Linked DNA regions of Sus scrofa: regions 1, 3 and 4 are each linked to region 2. The links are chromatin contacts, called in public Hi-C and promoter capture Hi-C maps. All regions are on one chromosome and are shown on one strand. The core of a region is the stretch at or near the end of the contact, and the rest is flanking DNA. Distances in the headings are between cores, read along the strand shown. Region 1 holds the start of SEMA4C (semaphorin-4C). Region 2 holds the start of TMEM131 (transmembrane protein 131). Region 3 holds the start of COX5B (mitochondrial cytochrome c oxidase subunit Vb). Region 4 holds the start of ANKRD23 (ankyrin repeat domain 23).

The links. Promoter capture Hi-C pulls out the DNA fragments that hold promoters and counts their contacts. Hi-C and Micro-C count contacts between places; a contact is called where the count stands out from the background.
Region 1: a Hi-C map of heart right ventricle shows a contact between it and region 2, with 4 times the contacts expected there. The contact joins the promoter of SEMA4C here to the promoter of TMEM131 in region 2. A contact is called at or near these places in 1 of 5 promoter capture datasets (fetal liver) and 3 of 47 Hi-C or Micro-C datasets (embryonic fibroblasts, fetal liver and heart right ventricle).
Region 3: a contact with region 2 is called in a Hi-C map of embryonic fibroblasts, with 1.8 times the contacts expected there. The contact joins the promoter of COX5B here to the promoter of TMEM131 in region 2. A contact is called at or near these places in 2 of 5 promoter capture datasets (fetal liver and liver) and 1 of 47 Hi-C or Micro-C datasets (embryonic fibroblasts).
Region 4: a promoter capture Hi-C map of fetal liver shows a contact between it and region 2, with 2.3 times the contacts expected there. The contact joins the promoter of ANKRD23 here to the promoter of TMEM131 in region 2. A contact is called at or near these places in 1 of 5 promoter capture datasets (fetal liver), 1 of 47 Hi-C or Micro-C datasets (embryonic fibroblasts) and 1 of 2 datasets of contacts at active chromatin or transcription factors (skeletal muscle).

What each region holds. Positions count from the first base shown.
Region 1 is chr3:56,749,453-56,752,540 of Sscrofa11.1, reverse strand. It overlaps SEMA4C (semaphorin-4C), which reads right to left and starts at 1,796. Exons shown (of 15, transcript XM_021087262.1): 1 at 1,367-1,796.
Region 2 is chr3:56,275,736-56,278,796 of Sscrofa11.1, reverse strand. It overlaps TMEM131 (transmembrane protein 131), which reads right to left and starts at 1,667. Exons shown (of 41, transcript XM_021087250.1): 1 at 910-1,667. The coding sequence starts at 1,090.
Region 3 is chr3:56,630,854-56,633,704 of Sscrofa11.1, reverse strand. COX5B (mitochondrial cytochrome c oxidase subunit Vb) reads left to right here and starts at 1,598. Exons shown (of 4, transcript NM_001007517.1): 1 at 1,598-1,715; 2 at 2,253-2,326; 3 at 2,499-2,598. The coding sequence starts at 1,613.
Region 4 is chr3:56,775,439-56,778,546 of Sscrofa11.1, reverse strand. ANKRD23 (ankyrin repeat domain 23) reads right to left here and starts at 1,723. Exons shown (of 10, transcript NM_001315720.1): 1 at 1,682-1,723; 2 at 409-477; 3 at 332-406; 4 at 36-164. The coding sequence starts at 1,708.

The sequences.
Region 1 (3,088 bases), core at 547-3,046, 470 kb before region 2:
GCCAAGACTCGGTCCCCGGTCGCCCCTCACCCCGTTCTCCCCTCCCCCAGCTCCGGGGATTTGAATGCAAACAAAGCGGCGGCGCTGGGAGCGTGGCGGTGCCCGGGCTATGGACGCCCCCTGTCGGCCCAGTACCCCAGCGCGGGAAGGGCGGGCGACCTGGGATGCGTTCACCCCCTGAACCAGTCCCCCAACACACCCCCAGCCCTCCCTCGGCCCCTTACCCAGGCCCGAATCGGACCCCGCGGCGCACTCCGATGCTCTGCTCGCACAGTGGTGCCCCTGCTCCCAGCTCCTCCCAGAGCGGGGGAAACGGGCAGCCTTGCGGTGCGGGGGTGGAGGGGTGCAGGATCCCGGCCTCGCGCCCCCGACCCTTGCCCACCCCGAGCGGCGGGCCGTGGATGGCACCCCCGCGGCTGCAAGGCGAGCGCTCCAGCCTTTCCAGGACAGCCCGCCTCCCCAGCGGAGCGGAGCGGGCGGGAGGCTGGGGGGCCGCGGCAGGGAAATCCGATCCCACAACATCGGCCTCCGTCCAAGCCCGCCCCAAACTTTCCGTCGGAGGTGGCAAAGCCGGGGGCAGTTCGGGGACCTGGAGAAGATCCCGGCCTCGGACCGGACAGCACGGGGGACCCCCGCTCCCCATGACCAGTCCGCGCTTCCGGACCCTGTAGCGAAGGGAATAGCTTGCCCCGCTTACGAGCCCCCGCGAGGCAGCCCGCGGGGGGCGTAAGAAGGCACTCGGGCGGACAGTTGTCCCTGCCGCCGCCCCTCCCTGCGCCCCCAGACCCTGTCCCTCGCGCGTGCAGGCCGCCCCCTCCCGAGTCGGCGGACAAAGCAGCGGGCCGGAGCCCCTTAGCCCCGGCCCCGGGCAACCCCGGCCTCACTCACCTCTTCTTCGCGGCTGGAATCCCTGGGCGCCGCCCTCGCGTTCGGCTCCGACCACGGTCCGCCCCTGCCCGCGCGCCGCCGCCCGCCCGCGCGCGCCCGCCCGCCCTGCTCCGCTGCCCGGCTGCCACCGCCCCTCGGCCCGGCTCGGCTCGGCGCCCCTGGGCTCGGGCTCCCCGCGCCACCGCGGCGGGCGCCGGCTCTTTCTCCCCGGCTGCCGCCGCTCTCCGTCCCCTCCCCCTGACGTCAAACAGGGTGGGGGGGGTCGGCGGAGGCCGGGGGCGGGACGCGAAGGCCCGCCCCGAGGGGGGCTGTGACCCGCCGCGACCCGCACGCCTCGCCGCTCCCCGTCCGGTGGCTCGGACCCCCGCCCCTCCCGGTGCCCTGCGGCCCAGCGCCTTGTAGTCATGATCTGCGCCACCGCGCGGGGAGGTGGGACAGAGGAGGGACTCCGGGCCCTGGCAAGGGGAATCGGACTTACCCGGTCTTTCCGAAGTGTCCCCTAAGGCCAACCGCTCGGGCTGGGCGACCTGGATCGGGAATGGGGCTAAGGCGCTCCCTACGCTATGGTTACAGGAACGAAGGCAGGCGAGCCACCTCGAGGCGTGTATCCGAGGCTTCTCTTCGGGGCGGCCCAGAGTGGTCTTATTTGGACCCCCAATTCTGCATCGTTTCTTGGCTTGACGCCTGACCCCTGGGATCAGACTGGATCGGGCCTCACCAGCCAGGAAGACCCCCGAGCCTCCCTCGAGCTTCTGCCTGTTGTTTCTCACGCTCCAGGCAAAGGGTCCCACTCAGCGCCCCTTGCCTGACTCCGGCAAGGATAAACCCCGGCTCCTGTTGCACAGAGCCTACCCTCAGGAAATGACTCCTCTGGTGCCACTGGAAGGCTGAATAACAAGTGACATGAACCCTGATGTTCAGATGAAAGGGGTTGAGGGGAGCCAGCTGGAGAACTACCACTCTCAGAACCGCCAGCCTCCGCCCACAGCCGCTCCTAGAAGTAACTTGTAGCTCTGGTCTCCTGGGTGGTGCTAGGGTGTCTTTGCCAGCTGGTCCTCCAAGCTGGACAAGTGGACAGAGGAACCCCAGGGAGGCCACCTCATGGGGACCCAAAGACAGATGCCACCTCCTGTCTAGGGCCAAAGGGCAGAAGTGAAGAGACTGGAGGCAGAAAAGCTTCCTGGTAACATTAAGCCCTGTGCAGTCCTGTAGGGGAGGGACACTTTAGGGCCCCGTCAGCAGATTTGGATTATAAATCAGTCCTGGACAGGGGCTTTTGTTCTGGGTTAAAACTTGGCATCTGAAAAGTGGAGGCCAGAAGACCAGTGGAGATAATTGGGGAAAGCAGCCCAGTTTGGATTCAGTAACAATTGGGTCTTTGCTAGTATACATAAAGATCCCTTCTCCCGTGCTGGCCAAAGCCACATTTCCCAGTTCCTCTCCACCAGAAAAACAGCTGGTGGCCTTGGAGATGCTGGAGATAGGGGACAAGCCAGTTAATTAGCATGGGGTGGGTGGCAGGGAGGGAGAAGATGGGTGACACAAACACACACATACTCCACTTGTGGTCCAAGTTAGACCCTGTCTATCTAAGCGGCAGTAAAGCACATTTGTTCTGTGCTTTAGAGTCAGCAACATTTTACCCTCATCAACACCCTTTATAAAGTAGGTATTGTTTCTCTCATTTTATAGATAAAATGAGTCTCAGAAAGGTTAAGCAACCTGTCCAAAGTCACACAGATAATTACCAAGGTCGGAATATTAAATCAGGCCTTGGGATTCCTGATTCTGTCTTTCTGATAAATTGATCAGTCATTCTGACAACTTTTAGGCACCAAACCCTCCTCTCCCTGCTATTTTGCCTCAGTTTCACCCCCACCCACCCCTAGGGATGAGGGTTACCAGGCTGAGACCTGAGCTCCTGGCCCCACTTGCAAGACGGCCCCAGTGGAAAGTCTCAGGAGGTGGTTTGGTTTCACTGGCAGGGACCATCTCTTATACCTCAAGGCAGACTTCTCCCTTCCTGCTAACAGACTCCAGAGCCCTTCCCTCCCAAACGCTCCTCAAAAATGAGGCTGCAGTTCCTGAGCTCTCCTTCTCTACCTTCGCTCATTTCCTGCTGTATTCTGTTCCTTTCCAGCACAGGCCTTTTCCATGGGTGGGTGAGCAGGGTATATAGTTTCCTGCATGTCTACTTGCT
Region 2 (3,061 bases), core at 418-2,917:
GGCCACCTCATTTCCCTAGGCTCAAACACAGGTAGTGCCAACCAAATTACAGATCTGGTCTTCTAGGTTACAAAATAATTTTTAATCCTGACAAAGTATCGGTTTTACAGTCATCCAATACTAACGAGAGTTTTAAAATTAAGGGTCAGCCCTTTTAACTGTAAATTATAGAAAAACGTTTGCCAACTTGAAACTTGCCATTTGTTTTTAAAGTCTTTCACATTAAAGACAACGACAAACAATTATGTATCTTAAAATATGTAAAAAAGTATAGGCATAGCTTCAACAGCTTAATAGAGGGCTAAGAAGAAATATATCTGAGAAAGGGAGAATTCGCTAAACAATCAACACTGCAAAGCGATACTGGACGGGGAAGCTAAAGAACAGGATTCCTCCCCAAGAATTGTTTTAACAATTCCAAAGTAAAATTTGGTAAGCTGTTTTAAGTCTCTCCACTAGTCTCGCTATTTTTTACTGCATTTTAAAGTGAGCTCTCTTCCCACGCCGTTATTAAAGCTGCAACCAAAAAAAGAAAAGAAAAAAAAAGTCCTAAAATTCTCCTATTAACAGCAATCAAGTCTAAAAATACGCCCCTCCTACATAGTGGACCAAGAGGCAAGAATAACGAGAACCGGGGAAGTTTTGAAATGGCAGTGACAGGAGACCAAAGGAAAGACAAGGGGAAGGAATCACGGAGAATGAGAGCAACTCTGTGCGGCCAACGCCGCGAGTTGGCACCCGAACTCCAAGTTCCCGGCTCGGGACAGGACTCGACCGAGCAACTTCGCGCCGGACGCAGACCGGAGCCGCGGCCCTTCCTCCCCGGTCGCAGCCCGGCAGCGGCCTCCGCGAGGGCGCGGTGACAGCCGCGGGGCCGGGACTAGGAGATGCCGGCCGGCTGACACCCACCTTCCTTCTCGGCCCGCGCCGCGGCCACGACGAGAGTCATCACCAGGTGTAGTGCTCCCAGGAGGCCAGCGGCCGCACTCCGGGGGCCCCCGCCGCGGCCGGCCGCGGGCTCCAGACCAGCCCCGGCAGACGTGGAGACGGCGGCGGCTCCTGCTGCTCCTCCTCCCGCCCGCTTCCCCATCCCTGCCGGCCGGGGGCCGCCGCGCTCGAGGTGCGGCGCGGTCCTTCTCGGCGAGGCGGCGGCGCGGGAGCCGTGGTCCGGGTTCTGGCCGTGGAGCCGGGAGCGAGAGCAGTTCCGGGCCCAGGGCTCGGGCTCCGGGCGTGGGTCTGGTCCGTGCGTGCGTGCGAGCGAGAGTGTCAGTCACGGCCTCGGCCTCGGCATCGCCTACGAAGAGTCGAAGCGGAGAGGCCGCGGGTCAAGCGCGGCGGGCGGCCATACTGGAAACGGGCAAGGGCCGCGGGCTCTGGGCGCTGGCCTGCGAGGGGCGGGGCGCGGCCCCGGGCACCGCCCCCGCCGTGCCGTCACCTGGACAGCAAGCAGGTCTATCCGCTCGGGAGTCCGCGGGTCCGACCTCCCCTTCGCGCTCTTGGAGGCCCGCGGCTTCAGCGGCCAGACGGGACACTGGAAGCACAACCCCAACCCGTCACCGCTACCCCGCCGAGGAGGAGGAGAATGAGCGAGGCAGGCCAGGGCCCAGCCGCCAGGACTTGTGATGGCGGCTCATGCTTCGCAGTGCCAGTGACGAAGATCACGTGGGGACGGGGAGGCCTGGCCGCGCAGCCGCCCTGGCGCGGGGGCGGGGCTGCGGGGCGCTTGGGGAGGTTGGGCAGCTGCTCCGAGGTCGGAACAAACCCCTGCATCTCCGGTACTGCAGTGCGAGAGCCTTCCAGGGGAATGAGTGCGCATCCGGACCTCGTGGTCCAGCGCGGAAAATCCTATCCAGTGACTACTCCTGGCCGCACCTCCGCCTCCCAGTCGCTTCGAGAATACCCCAGGCCTGATTCAGTGCCTGATGGTGCTGTCTTGGGGACAGGGACCTGCTCTATTCGTCTTTGTTTCCTTATAGACACAGCACCGAGGAACGCTTAATGTAATCCTCCTTACCTTGGATTGTGCCAACTTTGATACGGGAAAAACTCTTTGCTTTGTGTGTGATGGGGGTGCAGCAGTGACCGTGGAAGGCAGATTGTACTTAAGAAATACGTCTAGTGGCTATGCTGGCTTTCTCCGGCTTGGAAGTATTCTTAAGACATTTTATTAACATAAAAAGCCCAACTCAAAGGCCACCTCTTTTAGTCTCCTTCAGGAAGTCACCTCATGCCTCCTAGATGCCCTTTCCATTTTAGGTCGAGGTTCTTGGTGGGCGTGGCTATTCTCTACGTGGTCCCTCTTTAATCAGTAACTTCCCCTAACTCCTAACTTAGTAACTATTTTAGTAACTTCCCCTAACTCCTGAGCCACCTCCTTAAACACTTCGCAGAATTTGTTGAGTGAATCGTTGTATTTTTAAGGCCAAGTCCACCCCTAATAAGTCTCGGACCAAGCTACGTGGGAAAATAAAATTTCAGGAAGACTTAAACCCAAAGTACTATCCTATGCAGTAGTCTTCTTTGTCAGGAGCACTTTATTTTACTTAATAAATTTGTATATTTTAATAGCCTTACCCTGATTTTGAAAAGCCATTATATTTTTCTGATGATTAGTGTCAAAATTGAATAATCAAATGCTGTTCTTGAGGTAATTAAATAGGGATAATTAATATATCTAAGTTCGGTTTTCCATGTTTGTAGGCCTAAGGCAAGAGATTTCTGGAAAGCTTTTTAACTCACTGAAGAAATCAAGCCCAAGAATAAGTCACTGAATGCCTTAGCTGGGTCCAAGCTTACCTCCAGTGTGCAGCACTGGGAGTCAGCAGTCCTTCCCCCATTGCCAGGTTCAGGGCAGACAAACCTCTCCAACCATGAAATGCTCAGGTTCTCTTACACAGGAATTAACCATGTCCTTTGATTAGCCTGAGGCTCTAGAGCCCCATGAGAACTGAGTTTATATCTATAATTGGAGCTTAGACATATACAGACATGTTTGATGGAAGGCAGATTTCCCATGAAGCTAATGAAGCTTACTTTAAGGCCCCTCTCTGGCACAAGTTTC
Region 3 (2,851 bases), core at 349-2,848, 350 kb before region 2:
ATTCAAAGCAAAGCCCACCTTTAAAGAGGATCAAGTCATCTTTGGCCAGAAGTTGCCTTGTGACACAGCAGGTTAAGGACCTGGCATTGCTACAGCTGTAGCATAGGCCACCAGATCCCTGGCCTGGGAACTTCCACAAGACCAGGGAAAAAAAACAAAACCATCTTTGGCTTTACAGATGATTTTCTTCTTGATGGAGGGGCAGCCACAAAGACCAGCTGTGCTCATGTGAAGGAATGCTCCACCAGATCCTTTGGAAAATATAACCTGCACAGTACGAGTGGGAATACCTGGGATTTCAACCCTTCCCAATTTACCTCAAATTTACCTCAATGGGCCAGGAGAGGCCCTCAATACTGATTCTGTATATTCTCACCAAGAATTAAACTTACTAAAACTTACTTGATCCCATATGTCAGACCTCTGCAAGGCAGAGAATCCAAAGATGAATAGAGCAAAATTTCTGTTGTGAAAGAATTTTCTACCCAATAGGGAAAAAGATGCTGCATGCAGCCAGTCTGTAACAGGGCTACACCGACAGCAGGAACTAGTTCCTAGGAGCCCATCCATACAAGGCAGCGTTTACAGAAACTTGCACACCTCAGCTTGCGGGGCAATGGGGGCGGCTACAGAAGACATTTTCAGCTTTTAGGAGTTCTCTTGTGGTGCAGCAGGTTAAGGACCGAGCAGTACTACTGCAGCAGCCTGGGTCGCTCCTTTGGCATGGGTTCCATCCCTGGCCGGGGAACTTCCACATGCTGTAGACCCGGGCCAAAACCAAAAAACAGGCCAAAAAGTTTTCAGTTTTAAACAAGAGAACTCGCCCCAGTACGTTCTGGAGCTGGAGCTCCATTTCCCGTCACCAACTCCGCTTCCTGCTTCCCTCCCTTAACTTCTTAATTAACAGCCTCCCAATGCAACCACCCCTTTACCTTACCCCATATCATCAAGGGCCTGGCTCCCAGGAAGGGCCCACAATTTGACCGTCCCTTCCCCTGCCACCCCAGCCTCGCCTCAGGCCTGAACCTCATCACCTCAAAACCACCGTAACAAGAAGCTGACGTTAGGACTGCGGGGAGCTCCTGCTCAAGTTCTCCTAGGCTGGGTTACAAGTTCGCAGTGGCTCACAAACGGCCAGGTGAACCAGCACCACAACTAGCCTACTCCTAAATTTGGACCTTTTGGGATCCAGCAAGTATCTTGAGCGACGCAGGCTTAATGTTTTCCGTCAGCAGGCTCCACGTTTACTCGGCACAACTATCGGCTCCAGCGTGGTTTTCCATTGACCTGCGGGGCACTGAGTCCCACGGAAGTAAAACGAGTTGCACCAAATCCGAGCGTTACTAAAGGGCAAAGCCCCCAGAAGCCTGCAATTGAAACCGTGACCGCCTCCATGCCCTCGGGGCTGCAAGGCGGGGCAGTGAGGCACAGGTGCGCAAGCGCAGGCCTTGCCCCAACGCCCCCCCCGCCGCCCCGAGGAGTCACGTGAGGGGGGCGGTCTAGGGGCCGGAGGAAGCGGAAGGCGGACTCTGCGCAGAAAGCAGCCCTCCCCCGGAAGTCCCTGCACCTCAGGAGCCTGTTACCGGAAGTGCTGGTATTTGTAGCGGGCGTGATGGCTTCAAGGTTACTCCGTGGAGCTGGAGCGCTAGCCGCGCAGACCTTGAGGGCCCGAGGTCCCAATGGAGTCGCCGTTGTGCGGTCTATGGCATCTGGAGGTACTAGGCCCCCCCGGCGCGCCAGGGACCCGTGCCATTGCTCTCTCGGGGTGGTGGGGGCAGCGGGGCGGGGGACAGCCTTCAGTACCTCGCGGCCGCAGTGGCTGCCCCTTGGCCCCGAAGGCCTCAGGCTCCACAGGCGTCTCCCTGTTACCCTGGGCCGCCGTTGCTGCCGACCACCAGACTGACCCCGCTGCCAAAGAATCCTTAACTGAAATGCTAGATGACCTTGATGGGCAGGGATTGCAGCCAGGACATGGGGGGTGGGGCTAAGCCCCTCCTTAGACCCGCGCGTATCTCAAGTTGGATGTATTCCACTAGGACTCTGATTAACCTGCTTTTAGGAAAAAAATGTGTCGAAAAACGGCCTCCGTGGCCGAAGGAAGTGAAGATCACCCCATGTTGCCACTTTCGGGTATCATGACTCCGGTCTTTAGGGGACAATAAGCCCACTAAAACTATATGCAGCAGTTTGCGTATGTGCATTTTCCATCGTGATCATTTCAGACGACATGGTAATTACCATATTTTCTTCAGGTGGTGTTCCTACTGATGAGGAGCAGGCGACTGGGCTGGAGAGGGAGGTCATGATGGCCGCCCGCAAGGGACTGGTGAGGAGAAACTTTATATGTCTTCTTAGGAGTTTATGGTTTTGGATGGGATCAGAGTAGTCTCCTCTCTGGGCCTCACTGATCCTGGAAACCTGGCATGTGGGAACAATACCGCTAACCCCTAGAAGGTAGGAGTCATTTGGCATAATGGATTCTTATTTTGTCTTTTCAGGACCCATACAATATACTTGCCCCAAAGGCAGCCTCAGGTACCAAGGAAGACCCTAATTTAGTCCCCTCCATCACCAACAAGCGGATAGTGGGCTGCATCTGTAAGTACCTCAACACTATTTTCTTACCCATTTAATATAGCCCACTATACAGGTCTGTAAGCTCTTTCATATCTTGTGCTTTGTGTGTGTATAAATAAGTTGTTATAAGGGTCTTGGCCCTCTCATACCCCTCTGCTTGAGTAGGTGATCCTTACGGGAGAGAGGCCTGGAACATAAATAATATTGGTTCATTGAGAGTTCTTGTTGCGGCTTAGTGGGTTATGAACAAGACACTAATATCCATGAGGATGTG
Region 4 (3,108 bases), core at 474-2,973, 500 kb before region 2:
ACCCCTGTCCACACTCACCCCACCTTCTCTCTCACCTTGACCTCAGGCTCAGGTGCCCTGGGGGGGACTCTGCGTTTTAGTCGCTTTTCTCTCCGTCTTTGAACCAACTTTTCCAAGTCAGCCAGGTTCTCCAAGTTAATTCTGGAACTGTTAAATCTTTCAAGCTGGAGCAGAAAGGGGGTGGAAACAGGGCCATGCCAGCCATTAGCTGCTGGCCGCGGGAGCCCTGGGGCAGCCTCCAGCTGTTCTAACCCCATCCTCCCTGCCCACAAAAGAAGTGCAGCACTCAAGCTGTGGGGCCCTGCTCATGGCCAGCTACCCGGTCACTCACTCTGCTCCTCTTCTCTTCCTCCAGTTTCCGCCTCTCCTGGGCCTCAGCCTCCTGGGGCCCCAGCCTCCAGGTGCAAGCCCACCTCCAGGATCAGGAACTCTATGTCCACGTCCCAGTTCTTTCCTTTCACCTCTCTCTCCACTTACCTACAGGACAGGACAAGGATAAAGGATCAGAAAAATTAAGAGAAGGCGTTAGAAAACATGGCTGTGTTGTACGGGGCGGGTGGGGGGGTGTCCCTGCCCGGAGTGATTTGAGAGCTGGCCTGACCCCTGTCAAAGCTCATGGGCAGTCTAAACACGGGCTGCTCCTGACACCCATGGCTATCACTGGCTCATGGCCTGCGGTGTCGCCTGCGGCCTGCCCTATACTGTCACAGAAACTAGCAGCAGGGGGCCTGACACTGCATCTATTTATACTGTTGGGCTGTGTCCAGGTGAGCCCGGGTGGTTGACATGGCTGCCCTCCTGAGTTGTTGTCCTTACATTCCTACCAGATCACGCCACACTGCCACCTGACCCCAAGCCCAGAGGGACAGAGGAGATGCCTTCTGGGTAAGATTCCTGGGTTCAAATCTTGACTCCTCATGAAGCTCTGTTTCTTCACAGTAAAATGGGGTGAAGCCAGCATTTACCCCTTGGAGCTGTGACGTCCAGGGACTAGTGCCTAGGGCAGAACCTGCTATACATTCTTCCTGTCTTTTCCTTCCCGGCCCCCAGCCCCGGGACTCAGGAGCTGGGGAGCATTGAGGAATAAGCGTGTTGAGGGGAGAGAAAAAGTTGGAATGACAGGATGGCAGAGCCTTGGGCTTTGAAAAGCAAACCCAGGCAACATGAAACCACTCAGGCCCTGCAGCCCACCTCCCAGCAAGAGGCTGCTGAGGCTGCCCTGGCTGTGGCCATCAGCCTCACCACCCTCCACACCCCACCTCCCCACAGCAGACATCCCAAAGTGCCACTGCTATTCCTGTTTCCCTGCCCAGGGCACCCTTCTCCCTGCCCCCAGCCAAGGCAGCCAGACCCTCTGGACCATCAGTGCAATTGAGCTAAACACCCCAGCCACACGTGTGTCTTCTAGGGTGACCTGCCACTTTGTGTTCCTCTTTGGCCATCACAGCCCAGGGCAAAACCCACTAAACTCAAGGATTTCCTTGCCCACCATGACGCAGCATCTTTCTCACTGTTTCCCTCTCTTGCTCCCTAGCCCCTCACCACCTCACATGAGGACTCGGCAGACAGACCAGGTCTTGACTCCTAAAACCCACTCTACAGGCTAAAGAAAGAAACTGCCTGAGCTCCTCATTCTGCTGAGACAGTCCAGGGCACCCAGACCACTGCCCTGTGGCCTTACCAACTGCTGGATGCTGATCAAGTCCATGGTCCCCCCGCTCTCCATGCTCCCAGTGAGAGAAGCTGAGAGGCTCAGCCCTTTTATAGAGAGCTATCTCCGGGGGAAGGGCAGAGGCTTGTGCCCTGGCCAGATAACTCAGTGGCTCTGTAACACCACCGAAATACCAGTGCGGGCATGCAGCCTGCTGTAGGCAGGAGAAAGCTGTTTTGAGCTGAGTCAGTTGCATCCTCAGATACCTGCCATCCTGCACCGGTGCCACCTGCCCCCAGGCACCTACTCAGAAGCAATTCAACCAATAACATACATCCTGGGTGCTGGGCCACCAGCCTAGGCTCAGGGGAAATAGCTCCCACTTGAAAACACGGTCAAGTATGAGGTCTGTCTGTGGAGACCTTGGAAGATCCAGCATGACTGCCCTAGCAGAAGGACCAGAATCCTTAAAGAAGACCTCCAAACCACAGGCCCAGGAGGCTGACATCTGCCTCAGCTGGCACCTACTTGAAGAAATCGAGCTGTTTCTCACCTGGCCAGTTCCCAGATCACTCCCAGCTGCTCCTGGTGGGTTTGTCCCCCACCACTCTGAAGGCCTTAGCATTAAGCTAGGCCACCACCCAGAGCCAAGCTTGGCCTGTTATCAGCATCTTGTGCCTCCTGAAGAGCCTTTGATGGCCCACATGCAGGTCCCCACGGACACCTGCCAGGCACAGCACGACCCTCCCCAGGAAGGTGAGGCTCAGATCCGCCCCAGGTCCAACTATGAACATGAACCATTAATCCAGTCGCAGAGCAGTCCCTCTCCAGCTGCCAAGGTCAAACTTCCTAATTTTCCCGGGACACCAAGTATGCCTCCCCTTGGCTGCGCCTTGACCTCTGCCTTGACGTTTCAAGGAAATCTGATAGCTAGTGAGTAAGACTCCAGAATTGGAGAAACACGAGCAGGCATCCAGGCCGAGCAGGAGAACTGCAGGTCACAGGCAGACCGAGGCCCCACCCCCAGCTGGCTTCTCAGTGCTTCCAAGTTTTGAGACATGAGGAGCCCAAGCTTATCGTCCACCTTTCTTTCGAAGGTGACTTGTGGTCGTGACGAGGGAGAATTACCTGGAGGAGAGTGAGGGGATATAGACAGGAGAAGGCAGGACTTCAGCTTTGGCCCCCACCACTGGCCACCAACTCTAAGACACCCCTCCAACAACGTCTGAGGGCGAGGGCTCCAGCAGACTGCACCTGAAATTCTCAGCAGAAACTATTGGTATTCACATGGAGCTCACTGTATTAACTTACTACTGCTATTACTTATCAAGAAAAAAAAAATTGGAGTTCCCATTGTGGCTCAGCAAGTTATGAACCCAACTAGTATCTATGAAGATGTGGGTTCGATCCCTGGCCTCACTCAGTAGGTTAAAGATCCAGCATTGCCACAAGCTGTG